Linked DNA regions of Danio rerio: region 1 is linked to region 2. A link is a contact called in public HiChIP or PLAC-seq data. All regions are on one chromosome and are shown on one strand. The core of a region is the stretch at or near the end of the contact, and the rest is flanking DNA. Distances in the headings are between cores, read along the strand shown.

Evidence for each region. HiChIP or PLAC-seq counts read pairs in DNA pulled down with a chosen protein or histone mark.
Region 1: an H3K4me3 HiChIP or PLAC-seq map of embryo shows a contact between it and region 2, with 6 times the contacts expected there. The contact joins the promoter of nnt here to the promoter of hpse in region 2. A contact is called at or near these places in 1 of 18 Hi-C or Micro-C datasets (an unstated tissue) and 1 of 4 datasets of contacts at active chromatin or transcription factors (embryo).

Annotation. Positions count from the first base shown.
Region 1 is chr21:21,168,747-21,175,876 of GRCz12tu, reverse strand. It overlaps nnt (nicotinamide nucleotide transhydrogenase), which reads left to right and starts at 2,686. Exons shown (of 22, transcript NM_214756.1): 1 at 2,686-2,725; 2 at 5,048-5,229. The coding sequence starts at 5,091.
Region 2 is chr21:20,689,501-20,697,207 of GRCz12tu, reverse strand. It overlaps hpse (heparanase), which reads right to left and starts at 3,062. Exons shown (of 12, transcript NM_001045005.1): 1 at 2,659-3,062; 2 at 2,448-2,590; 3 at 393-521. The coding sequence starts at 2,879. helq (helicase, POLQ like) reads right to left here. Exons shown (of 18, transcript NM_001282423.1): 13 at 7,489-7,646; 14 at 6,332-6,430; 15 at 5,826-5,999; 16 at 5,110-5,223; 17 at 4,888-5,022; 18 at 3,195-3,388. The coding sequence ends at 3,305.

The sequences.
Region 1 (7,130 bases), core at 1,437-3,936, 480 kb before region 2:
TTCAATGCAAAATGGGTTTTATAGTTTAGAAATTGTTAACAACAAAGTTACTTCTTGAATAGTGTCTGCAGTTTCATTTTAGGCTACTCGCCAACTCCGTTAATAACATTGAGTTCCATTGACTAACTAAACTAATTGGTCTGTAAAGGGGCTGTAGAATCCTAATTTCACAGTGGTGTTAATTGCAAAAATCAAGAACCTGTGATCTGTGCCTCCTTTCACAAGATTTTTTTTATTCTTTTTGATGTACAGTTTTTAGTGTTAAAGCGTTGCTCCTGTCTACTACCGCCATCTGCTGGACATTAGACTCTCTGTAGGTGTATACAACTCTTTTTACTGGGTAAAATTAAAACCTTCAAAACAATTATGTCTTTATGTCTGTTACTTGAAATACATGTTAACTATAAATATATTAAATATCTATAAAAATAAATATTGTGAATAAATTAGTAAATAAATCAACAGTCTCTAGTTTCCAAGGAAATTAACGTAAAACTAAATTAACTAAAAACAAGAATGAATCATAAATCAAAGAAGTCATTTTAATTCACTTTAAACTAATAATTAGAAAGAATTGATTGCTAATTTAATGTTAATGTGATCATTTGTAGCTGCAAAATTTTAGAAGATTATGCTTGATGATTAGTTTAATTTTTTTGTAGGACAACAATGCAAAATAAATTTATGATAATAGTAATAGCTATGACAGCTATGGCAAATATGGTTATGATAATTCCAATAAAGTGTATGCAAGTTTCATTCATTCATTTTCTTTCCGGCTGAGTGCCTGTATTAATCAGGGGTCACCACAGCACAATGAACCACCAACTTATCCAGCATATGTTTTACGCTGCGGATGCCATTGCAGCCGTAACCCAACACTGGGAAACACCCATACACTCTTGCATTCAAACACACTACGGCCAATTAATTTTTTTTATTCACCTATAGCGCATGTCTGTGGACTGTGGGAAAACCCGAGCACCCGGAGGAAACCCACACCGACACCGGAAGACCATGGAAACTCCACACAGAAATGCCAACTGACCCAGCTGAGGCTCGAACCAGCAACCTTCTTGCTGTGAGGCTATTGTGCTACCCACTGTGCCACTGTGATGCCTGTTTGCAAGTTTTATTTTTTTATTATTATAAATTTTTTATTATTTAGTTTTTATTACTTCATGAACGACATTTACAGAACAATGCCAGGGCTATACATAAAATATCTGAAAAGCATAAAGAGTTATATATAAGTACACATACTCAATGAGGAAAACAAAACAAAACAAAAAAATAATACAAATACTACAAATAACGCTAGGCCTTGCTAAACAAACACACAGTTTTAACAGATTTTTTTGTTTGTACTCTCCTTAATGGTACTGTAGCTATACAAATATCTAGTTCCTTATGTAACGTTACTGACTGCTGAATTTACAATACAGGATTACACTTACCGGCCACTTTATTGGGTACACCTTACTAGTACTGGGTTGGATCCCCTTTTGCCTTCAGAGCTGCCTTTGTGATTCAACAAGGTACTGGAAATATTCCTTTGAGATTTTGGTCCATATTTAAATGATTTGTCGGCTGCACATCTCCCGTTCCACCATATCACAAAGGTGCTCTATTGGATTGAGTCCGGTGACCGTGTAGGCCATTTGAGTACAGTGAACTCATTTTCATGTTTAGGAAACCGGTCTGAGATGATTCACGCTGCATGACACGCTGTTATGTTTTTCCAATCTTCCTGATTGTCTTGACCATGTCAACATGCCTAAATGCATTAAGTTGCTGCCCTATGATTGGCTGATTAGAAATCTGCGTTTGGCCTAATTAAGTGGCCAAATAAAGTGGATTTTAAATAAATTACCGAATTACCATATATTATCCATATCCTACAGAAAATAAAAATGTTTTTATCTTATAATATATTTTCTATATACTTAATAGGGCATCATAGTGGTGCAGTGGGTAGCAGCACAAAGGTCGATGGTTTGAGCCCCGGCTGGGTCAGTTGGCATTTCTGTGTGAAGTTTGCATGTTCTCCCTGTGTTTGCATGAGTTTCCTCTGGGTGCCGGTTTCCTCCACAAAGACGTGCTATAGGTGAATTGGGTAAGCTAAAGTGGCCTTAGTGTATGAGTCTGAATGGGAGTTTATGGGTGTTTCCCAGTGATGGGTTGCAGCTGGAAGGTCATCCGCTGCGTAAAACATATACTGGATAAGTTGGCGGTTCATTCCGCTGTGGCAACCCTGGTTTGGTATACAAAACCTTGGTATAAAAAAATTATACCAAGAATAGTCTTGTGCTGTAAACAAGTGCCAACTAGTTTCATTAAGTGAGGCTATGCTATTTTTTATGTTATCTATATGCTCATGTTTATATAGTTCAAATTGGTGTCTGTGCACTCTTGTGTGCAATTTTTGTATGTTTATAAGCACCTCCAAGCCCAATAGTGTGGTCGCGAATCACTGGAGTTGTTAATTTGGGGATCGCAGGCTGAGGCTGAAAAGCGTGGGGAACCCTTTTAACTATGCAGGTTATTAAATATCGTTAAGAATCGCCCCCTTAGCACATGACTGATTTACATATGTTGACTGACAGGCGAATGAAACCACTGAAACGGTGCCCGGCGGAGGTGAGTTCGAGTGTTTCCGGGTGACGGCTGTAAGCTGCGCGTCCCCGCATTCAAAGGTCGCTGATTGATGCTCTCTCTCGTCCCGGTGAGATTTTCACTTGTTCAATATCCATCTCCACCAACATTGTCAGTTGAAGGCAAAACAATGCATTCGTGCTAGCGTCGATTAGTTCTCGAAATGCAAGCGCAAACTGCAGTTGTGGCTTTCTGTGTAGCTATCATGCTAGCAAAAGAAAAGAAGGGGAAATGAGGCGCTAGTGCCCGCCTTCTGTAGAGCCGCGTTTCTCTTCCGAAAAAACAAACAAACTAGCGCATAACGGATGTTAATTATCACATATACAACTAATACTATTTTGAGCCGCATGATTCTATTGAAAATACGTTATAAATGTATGCAGATAACCCTTTGCCATTGAGCTACTTGAATGAATGACTTTTGCGTTGTCCAATAACAAACCGTTGGCACGAGGACAAGCGCCGTTAAACAACCGTTTCCTTTCATAGTGAATAATATTCATTTTTACTATCCGTGTGTTTAAATTATGAAAGTTAATGAAGGGTTGAGTAATCTTTGGGTCACATTTGATGCAGACTTGTCACTCGTTTGTTCCGTTGACGTGGTGCTGGAATTGGATTGTAGTTGGCACGATAATCCAATAGAGTCTGTCTGCACGCCTTTAATTAAATAGGTGCTTTGATTGTTTCCTACGCCTTCATGCAAAATCAAACTGCAGTGCTTTTATCTGTGGGTTGCTTGAGTGTCTATATATTAGGAAACGTAGCTAAATTTAGGCGTTTAATCACTGGTGTGTTAGTGAAAACTGTTCATGTGCACCATGCTTAAGGTGTGCTTTAACTTTTATTAACACAAATCTGGCATTTATTGTGTTGCAGAATCAGTAGATTTGATGATGATAATGATAATTATTAATAATTATGCTGTTTACATCAAATTAAAAGAACAATTTTAATATAAACTTACTTAATTGCAATAAAAATACATATTTGTATGAAGAAATGTAGTATAATTAGTACAATTTAGCCAATCATGCTAAATTGTCTTATATTTTAAGTAATTAAATGGAATAACTGATAAGCACACAATGATTAGATTGCCAAAGTATAAAGATTAAAACATTTAATTTAATATTACATCAGATTATTTTTTCCTAAATCTGTTTAGTATCTATTGTCAAGCTAACATTTTACTGAGTGTCCTCTGCAAATTGTAATGTATAAAAAGATCTTATCTTAGTCATTAATCTTAAATTAAAATAATATCATGATGCCTGCAAATTTTAGTGATAAAAAAGAATTTTAATAATTAACAATTTATTGCATTGTTTTTACAGTTGTTTTAAGTGAAAACTAAAAACATTTAAGATTCATTCTGTATTTGCTTAGTAAGATGCTTTTTTTCATTATTAATATTGTGTATTCTGGCTCAGACAGTATTTATGGTGTTAAAGACCATAAATGACCTGTAGGTCTTCCAATCTGTAAACTGCTACTGTGTAACCTGCTCTGGCCCGCTGAGAAAAAAACCCTTATCACCTTCATATCAGAAAGTCTGTAGCTGAACAAATACACTTCACCACACTTTTCAGAGTTGGCCTCAGCTCGACCTTGACTGTTTCACCCCGAGGATTAATTGATCTGTTTTGTGTCTCTACAAATAGACTGCAAAGAGCCATATGTTCTTTAGATACTGGAGAAAATAAGTGCAAATGTATTTATTTCCATTGTATTTTTACTACTGTACAATATACAAACCGCATAAAAGTTTGATTTGGTCAAAAATATTGTAAAACATTGGAATATATTGGAAAAACAAATAATAAATGTATACATCTATAATAAAAGACTTGTTTTTAAGCTGCTTTTCAAAATGATGCTTTTTAATAAAAGCCACAGTATTATAAAAATGGTACAATAAACCTTTTGAATCTAGTTTTAAAATGTGATTTAATGAATTTAAACGAGCACATTTTCATCATCATTACTTAAGTATTCACATGATCCTTCAGAAATCATTCTAATGTGAGCAAAAACATTTCTGATTATCATTTTTGAAAACTGTATGTACTAAATGATTATTTATTGAACAAAATCAGAATCTTTTGTAACATTATAACTATCTTTACTATTACTTGCATGTGCATTGCTTAGTAAACTTTTTTAATATGACTTTTTTATATTAAGCAAAGTGTTCTTGATCTGGAATTGTTTTAAGCAATGTCACAATTCATAATGTTAGTAAGGCCCTCAACCACTCAGTCACCCACTTGTGCGAACTAAGAGCATACTATAAGTGTGTCACCTTGGAGGTGGCTAAACAGCTGAGCTCCAGAGTGAAGCATTATGGGATAGGTCAGCCAGCTCACTCTTTTCTCTCTTTCACATGTAGGAGGAGGGCCGTTCCGACTGCACAGCTCCTCCTTGTGTCTCTGATGGCGAGTCTTCTGCGTGTGGTGGCCAGCAGCTGTTCCAGCCCCCTGTTCTCTGGGCTACAATGTGCCCGGACGGTGAAGAAACCTTGTGTGCGCTTCTTTAGGACACATCAAGCCCTCAACCGCCTCACTAGTCCAGGTAACAGTGCTGGAATATTGAACATGATCTAATTTGGATGATTGATGTTTGTAATCGTGTGACTAGTGATTGAGTGTTTGTGTTCCTTAAGTTTAAATCACACTAAACGGAAAGAGCTTGAGTATGGTACACTTATGCTTATGGGTAAACGTTGCTTGTTTTGCCTAAGCATATTTCATTTTAAAGTATGTCAGAAGCAAATAAGACATACATAAATGTTGTCCTATTATTATTATGCTAATGTTTCCATGTGGTGACCATCAAGGTCACTTTGTCCCTCTTCTGCTTGTTCAGTCGCGTGATTGGACTGTCTGAGGATATGAATGAGTGTGCTGTTAGTGACCTGTGTCGCGTTCTGGCTGCTTGGATACAGTGTGTGTTGGAGGCCGGTGTTAACGGCAGGCATTTTTTTTTGAGACGGGGGCAGTATGGTAATGACAGGGGGAACGGGTTATTTCTGCACAGTGTCAGCTGAGGAGCCAGGAACGTGTCTGTGATTGAGCGCTGGGAAATGAAACATGTCTATGGTCACTTTCAGCTTTGTGGTTGTAGAACGTTTTTGGGACTCAGATGTTGTTTCCATTTCCAGACTTTATTTACAATCTGGATTGTTGTCTTGAAGTTAAATTAACCACCATTTGAGTTTATGGTCAGTATAATGTTTCTTAGTCATAAAACTACTGTTATGGTAATATAAATTATATAATTTGAATTTGTGATTTGTATTTATTTTTTTAATTAATTTTTTGAAGAAGTTTTAAAATGACTTTGGCAGCCATTTCTATAGTGTCACATCACTCAAACTGTTTTTGTTATTGTCGTTATTGCTCAGAAAACACATCTTGTTAATGATAAATATTTTTTAAAACCAATATTTTTTCACAATCAACACAAAATTCAGCACAATAGAACTTTTTATCATAAATGTAGAATGTGTCCTGTGTAATTTTGATTACTCGGTCAAAAGTAATGACTACCATATGTTTTGTATGCCATTAAAATGCCTTACAGTGTAGTAATTTATATACCAAAAATTCATTTTAGATATATTTATTGTTAGTCATTTGGTTCATATTAACATGCGCTATTTAGGGATCATAGTGCAGCCTCATTTTTGCATGTAAAATGTCTATTGCACTGAATGACAATGATTTCTCATGATTGTTTTTAAAGCTTTCTATATAGCAAGGGTGCCCTAAATTTTTTTTATGAATGGCCAAAAAAGTGAAATATGCCAAACTTTTACATTAAAGTTGGCTTTGTAATTTGCTAATTTATTAAGATTTAAAAGTAAATGGAAATACTTACAAATGCTTAAATTGTAATAATAATAAAATCTATCTATCCATCCATCCATCAAATATTTTACGTTCTATAATGACCTCTTCATTGATTTGCTTGTCGATGTATTGTGCATTGTCCTCTACCTTCGAGTGACAGTATTTACATTTTAAAAAATCTGATTAATATACAACATTTAATTCCAGTTTGTTTTTTTGTAGCTCAACAATGAAAGAAACAAACGTTCATGACAATATCTGTTACAGACATTTGCCCCAACCTTCACCCTCAGATAGGATGGCGGGACAAATCAAAGGTTACCATGGGCCAACTTTGGCCTGTGGGCCCTAGTTCGGACATCTCTGCTAAATAGCCTACATAAAAAATACACTTGATCCCTTTACTGTCACTTTTTAAATTAAAGCATTAAAAAAAAATTTAATAAATGCTGACCTCAAATGTTTAAACAGCAGTGTATAATTATGTACAGTTGTAAAGCTTTATGCTAGTTGGTCAGGTTTGATGTGGGCGTTATGCTCATGTTACAAAATATTCACCTGGTCTCAAATGCAAAAGGTCATTGTCATTTTATATGTCAGAAAGCAGAGCTGCTTTAAGTT
Region 2 (7,707 bases), core at 1,813-4,312:
AAAAAATTATGACAGTATTTTCATATCTGGATAAACTAAACCCATAAAAACTCCTTTAAACTTGAGAATGTTATTGGCTTCAAGTATGTCTGACCTGCACTGCTATAGCTAGGCTACATTATCACAGATTTATTTTTATTTAGACATTTTTAATTTTCTATAAAAACTACGAACAATTACGTGAGAAAAAATCTGCTTTATTTATTCCACACTTTGTCAGACCTGCAAAATGTTCTAATTAAATTCCCAATTTTTCCAAACTGCAAATAAATCAAGTTATGTGTCAGCAGGACTTGATCTGGCATGAATTTATATTCCTGTAACAGAACAATGTTTCGCTTACTCACTCATAAAAAAACTCCCAAACAGAAGTGGAACAGAATTAAACTGACCAGAGAATTTGGTGTTGCGGTATTTTCCGTCCAGTTCCTCCAGAAGTAAAGACTTTGACTGTTGGACCCATTCCTGCTTTAACCGGTTTTCCAGCAGTGGAGGCAATTCAAGTCTCTTACATACATTTCCTGATGAAATAATATTAGATGTGACTGACTGAATGAATAAAACATTAAAAGCATTGATAAATAAATAAAAAGCATACATAAATATAAATGCATGAAAAAAAGTATTAATAATTAAATAAATACAAACATTCATAAAATGAGGAAATTAAAACAATATTTTATAGGGCCATTTTCTGTCTTTTGTTAAATTAAATTGACAATTTTTAATTTAACAAAAAGTCATGAAAGCCATAATATTAAATGCAATTGATACATGACATTATATAGAAAATGTATGATTATTTTACACCAATCCATTCACAGAAAAAATTATCATTTATTTTTTAATTCAGGCTTAACTTGACAATAGAGAAAGAACATAGCCTTAGGGTTAACATGCAGAACCTTGAATTAAGCTCAACAGCCTGAAGACCCATTCCTGCTTTAACCGGAATTAATTTATGCTTATTACTTTATGCTTTAATATGAATAAAATGAAAAATATGAATAAAATACACATGCACACCATTAAGATACAAGAAAAAACTTTTGTAATATAGTAAATTATATAAAAACAATAAATAAAAATAACATTACAATTACACTCAAACAAATACACATTGAAGTAAAACAGTAAAGCATCTAAATACAATACTTTTTATTAAAACTCTCTAAAATATTTTAGGAGTATTAGGTTTTTTATGCTTTAAAACTGTTAGTGTCCCGAGTGAATTCTTAGAAAAGTGATGGCTTAAAGGGATAGTTGAACAAAAGTTATCATTTACTGATCAGATTAATCTTGCCCCCGATGTGGTTTGGAGCCGGCAGATCTGGGTTATATGATCTGAGCATGCCCTAGATTAGATAAATTTTGAATCAACATCTTTAGATCATATTCATATATATGTAAAAAAGATATGGATCCTAATCCTTAGAATTGCATTTTTGGTGAAGTGCCGGAAGAAATGCACCTATCAGCTAATCATGTAGAAATCGTTGCCTTCTCTTCATTAATAGCCAAATGCCCGATTCTTCTCTGGTGAAAAAGCAAACTCACCATACCACAAACACTGGATATTAGAAGTGTTATCACATCTTAAACTTGAGCATCTTAAATACATCATCCGAGGCTCTACAAAACGTTTTATGAGGTTTGGCAGCCTTTTCTATCCTACATTGAATGCTCAGAGGCTACTATATTCAAAGTTAAAGTTGATCTCTAATTTCCTAATTAATTTTATTTATTTATTCTTTATTTTTTCCTCCCTCTTTCATTATGGGGTGTCAGTATGTTTGTAGCTACGTACTGTGTTATTCCACATCTCGTATGTACAACCTGGTCATGTCTATTTTCAAAATAGTAATTATTTACAAATGGATTCACTTCATACAATTTGTTTTTTCTACATTCATCCCATTCCATTTCCCATTTCTCATTAACATACAGATTTAAAACAGGTTTATAACCATTGACTTGGTATTTGTTTTTCTTACTATGGATGCTACTGGTTTTAGCAGCAGGTTCCGGTTAAAAATAGAAAAAGATACCTGGATAGATATACACATTCTCTTACTTCATATCAGTGAATCTCTTTTACAGTGAATCTTGGTTTAAAATATCTGTTTTTGTGATCAACAGAATAAAGAAACTAGTTTGGAACCCCTAGGGGTAAGCACTGTACATTGCAAGTTTATTTTCAATTTAGGGTGAACTATCCCTTTAAGGATAAGCAAATCCATCAACGGCAGATGCAACAGGTTATGCAGGGGCACTGTAGTATGCAAGGAATGTCCAGAATGGTCGTGTGAATAAGTTTACTGTTCCTCCATTAAAGAAAAACTGGAATCATGCCAGTAAAGTCAGATGACAGCACAGAGCACAACACAGACAGCTTACTCAGTCAGAGGATGTGGTTTACAAGTCATGTTTTGATGATAAAAAAGTACCTTGAAAAGCGCTGCTGCCGTTTTCTCTGCCTTGTAAATAATATCTTCCGCGTGGACTGAATTTTAGAAAATCTTGTTTGGTGCCTCCAAATCTCAAAAAGGCTGGGGTCAAAGCTTTGGCGAGGGTTCTTAACTTTGGTGAACTGCAATAAAACAGAATGTCATTTATTCATTTCAATATTTCGTCACTCAAAGCTTTAAAAGTACTTACTTTAGTAGGTTCATAAACTTCTCCTCGGTTAATAAACTCGCATCAATAGCCACGGAAAGAAACTTTTCATCCACCCGTCGGGCAACACGGGACAAATCCACATCCACACGTACGAACTGACCAACATCATCCACAGAAATCACTGTTTTAGCCTCGAGGTAAACCGGGTCAAACAAAAGAAGAGCGAATAATGTGGAAAGCGCTGTGGCTGCGGACTTCATCTGTTCAGACTGCCGGTGTACTCCTCATTTACTGCTGCAGTTTCATCAGAAACACCCAGGCGAATTTGACAACGCTGAGATACTTCCTCATTTCTAGATAGACTGATGAAAAAGGAATTGGTGTATGACTCTATTTTGTAAAACATCCCACGGCAGCGGTTGATGGGCGTAGCTTCGGGACGGTTCCTTAATCTGCATACGCGCGCTGATTGGTTGGAACTCATAATAAAAGAGGTTGTTTGTAAGTCTGCTCCACCTTTGGTTGTAAAATCTTTATGGTACAAAATGACATAATGAGTAACCTAACAGGTGCTACATGTTTACTTCCACTTTTATTCCAGCCAGACATGCTGAGTTTACATAATTACAGGTAGATTCGATATTATACAGGCCATTTACATCACTTAAATACAAATGTACACAATCTACAATGATGGGAGATCCAATGGCAGCATAAGCAGGTCGTCCACCTCCTCCTGCAGGGCTTCTGCTTTTTCTGTTAATAACATCTGAAAATGAACAGTGAGAAATGTTGTGAAAAACACGCTCAATCCAGTTAGACTGGCATTGTGACAAAAGAGAAAGCTCCTGAAAGCCTGGTCAGTGTTTTGTATATAGTGACAGTGAACTTGTCACCTGAAAAAGTATTCAAAACCAAATCATTTTTATAAAAGACTGTCTTCTGTTATCTTTATCTTAAGACATATGACAGCAACCATGTGAGCAAATGCCTTTATGATGCTTTTATGATAAGTCTGCATCTTTTGTGAGGCCTGATATCAGCATCTGATTTCAATGCAAGGGAAAAAAGAAAACCAAACCACTTTTGATTTCATTTCATTTCTGTGTTCCACAGGGAAAAAAGTCATGTAGATTTGGTTTATTATATAACAATAAACGTCTATAAAGTTTTTATTTCAATAGTACTGAAAATTTGAGTATTTGTAGATAGCTAATTTGCGTAAGAAACAAGAATGGCTGAGTATATATATATATATATATACAATTAGTTACATGTAATTGTGCAAAATGTATTATTGCTATAACCTAAAACCATGTATAGCATGTAACATTTTTGTGTGTTCATGGTTATGTACATTTTGCTATACGGTGATAAATTATAACAGCTGCTTTGTTTTAAAGTGGGGGGTTGTTCTGTGTAATTGAAAATTTTTAGCATGATGTAAACGAGAAGTACCATGGCAAAGAGTATTAGAATGCTAGGTTTGATAAAAAATTTGTTGTATGTAATTACATGGGGAAAAGTGTAACGGTCAATATGGCGAATGAAGCCCCACCTACTAGTACAGGAGCCAATCATCAATCGCTACAGACTGATGATTCTCTGGGAGAGAAGCTTGGATCAGACGTGTGATTTACTACAGTTTTGTGGTCAACAAACACACTCGAATACTTGCTTCACAGATATAAAAACTGTATCTACAGAAAGCCTGAAATCTCTACTTTTAAATGAAGAAGTTCACCTAAAAAAACAAAAGTTTGTTTGTTTTGTAATCTGTATAAAATGAACGTGAGGTACAATCCATCCTGACAAATGCACATCACATGACAGCAACTATTTAACACCCACAAACTAGTAAACAAATAGTCGCTGTCATTTCTGGAGAAGATTCACCACCAAGACCAAGTTGTGGATTACGTCAGACGAGCAGAAGAGCAATCTGATGATCATTATTCAGATTATGATAATGTGTAACACGGCCATAAATAAGGTTGGTGTTGTGATCTCGTTCCTTTCGAGTGCGCATGTGCATTAGCTTGGGCAACCTGAAAATATGCAGATTTTGTGTGTTTCTAATGTTTAGAAACGAAACTTATAAGACAGTTGTTGTTTAATTTTATTGGTGATTTCAAATATGTAATGCAATCATAAGCTTGCTTTCGGAAAATTTGATGTTTCCCTATTTAGACAGGTGTTTCAAAGATGGCCAACGAGTGAAATGACTTGCCTTAAAGACACTTTGGTATAATGCAATACAATACTTACTTTTGCAGATGCAATAATTTGATACGCTTGTTTCTTAAAGAGGTTTTCAATAGTTTGGACCAGAGTTTGTGGATCTGCATTGGCCAGATGTGCTAATGTCTTGTATCCGGCACTGTACAGCTGCTTAGCACGATGCTATAATCAAAAGAGAATAAAAAACAAAATGAGCACACAAATATAACATTCAAGCAAATATTCTGGTCATAAATACTCTACACTTACCTCCAGGACTCCAGACACCTCCATGAGAGGAATGAGCTCGGCCTGCACACAGTAAGTCAATCTTCGAGTCAACTCAGAGAGAAGAGCCTTGTATGCCCAAAACTCCTCCAGCTCCTGAAATGACCAGACAAACTTGATTTAGTATCCAATTAAATTTATAACACATACAAAAAATACAGCTGATACACATACAGTTGAAGACAAATTATTATTAAAATATAATTTTTTTTCAACATGTTTTAAACATAATTGTTTTAATAACTTATTTATAATAACTAATTTAACGTATTTAATTACGCAATTTAAAGGCTTAATTAGGTTAATTAGTTTGACTAGGCAAGTCATTAGACAACAGTGGTTTCTACAGAAAATAGTATATATAGGTTTTATGTGTCTGATGTTATTGGACAGAGTTTGTTTTCACGCAACTAAACATGTTAAATTGCCATTTTCTGGGTTGAGGAACGCCTGAGCAGTGCGATATGATTTTCCGAAAAAACAGCAACAACCTTTGCTTCTGACAGTATTTTCTATTTTATATTCTTTATACAACCACCAACTTGTTTGTAGGTGTTTCTTTGAGTGGTTTGAATTAGCCTTTAAGCATCACTTGAGAAATATTTTTGGAAAATATTTCAAATGTAATAAAATAATTGTCTTCAACTGTATATAGGCTGATGTGTCTTCTATTCTTTTAACAAAATGTGTCTCTCAACCTCCGTGAAGTGCAGCACAGATGATCCAAAGGCAGACGCTGAGCTGAGAAGAGTCTGAACGAAACCTCTGGTCAGCTGGAATCGTTCGGACACAATCCACAGGTTTGTTTCCTTCAGTAAGGAGAACAGGACCAGAGCCAGGTACAACCTGTTCACTACCACAACATCCACAGACTGACACACAGAAAGAAACAAACATCATGAAATCCACTTCAGTTGATGACTCAACTCTACTCACTGAAAACCATTCTTTTCTTTTCCTTCAGAAACGTGAGAAAGGTTAAGAGTAGATTTAGCATTAATGCCCTGTAAATCCTTTAAGAGGATTAGGATGAAGTAATTTCATATTTAATTCATGGCTAATGTTTAAAAAACACTCAGCTAATGATCTCTTTCTATTGCTTTCGTTGGCTTATTATACCTAGGCTGTTTAATCCCAAACAAAAAATGCCCTGAATCACTTGTATGGTGTTGTGAAGAATGAGAGGAATGCTGTTTTCGCCAACCTTCCTCACGCTCTGTCCTGCCGCTTTTCTGGCCACAAAGCTTTCAGGAACTCCGACCGTGGTGGCCATCTTCTGCTCAGCAGCTGACAAATTTGTGAACTATGAAAATAAACATTTGTATTAATACATTTTATTTACATTGCGCTTTTCTTAGACTCAAAGCAGTAACAAGAGCATCAAAACAGAGTGGAATACACAAAAAGTAAAAATAATAATATTAATTTTTTATTAAATAAATACAGAATTAAGACTACAGAATAAAACATTAATCAGTAACTAACATTAGCACTAAAACATAAGAACAAAAAAAAAAAAGAAAATGACTGCAAAAACAGCATATTTCTCTTTCATTTATTCATTTTCTTGTCGGCTTAGTCCCTTTATTAATCCGGGGTCGCCACAGCGGAAGGAACCGCCAACTTATTCAGCAAGTTTTTACGCAGTGGATGCCCTTCCAGCCGCAACCCATCTCTGGGAAGGCTTTCATTTAAATTAATATAAAATTTTAAAAAATAAGAAAAAGTATACATTTTTAGGAACATTTTTGCTTTAAACATTTAGTCAACAACAAACTCTTTGATATAGAAATGTAAAGCATAGAAATAAAATCTAATAAAAATTATTTTAAGAAACTATAACGGTACCTAAATAACACAAAAAAAGATGTTATTATACCATATACTCACTCGAAAGTACCAAACTTGTAGGTGGTAATCAATAAATTAATAATTTATATGTTTAAGTGACAAATGCTATATATTTATAATGTTCTAAAATGTTTTTATAATTACATATTATTATAATGTTACAACATATTTTTGCATAAAATAAATGCTGTTTTTTTTTTACTTGCCACAATTTTTTTTTATCATTGCTAATCATACAAAATGTTTTTTGGAGAACTAAAACATCATATCTGATATGATTTCTAAAAGATCACATGTGAAAGATAAACTAAAGCACTGATGTTGAAAACTCAGCTTTTGGCAACATAAAATAAAAGAAAAACACTACAAAATAAAACACATATTTCAAAATGTTTTTTTTTAAACTATTTTTAATCGAAGAGACTTTATTCAAAAGGTGGAAAAACAGATTCAAACAATTGAAAGATATGGTATAAGTAAAGCAGGTTTAACCTGAGGAAAGTGTCCCACCTGCCTGAAGTAGATCATCCAATCCGGTTTGCACTGATGCACCATGTCATATGGAGTAACTAGATACACTAAGTGAAGAAAACTGTTGAGGAGTAAACCCTCCAGCCCTTTTGAAAGGTCTCGGTAGAGCACATCACAGTAGCTTAGGTCTACTGAACCTAAAAACACAAGTGATAAAGAGAACTTTAGGCGAGCGCATTAAAAGCATTGGATGCAGCT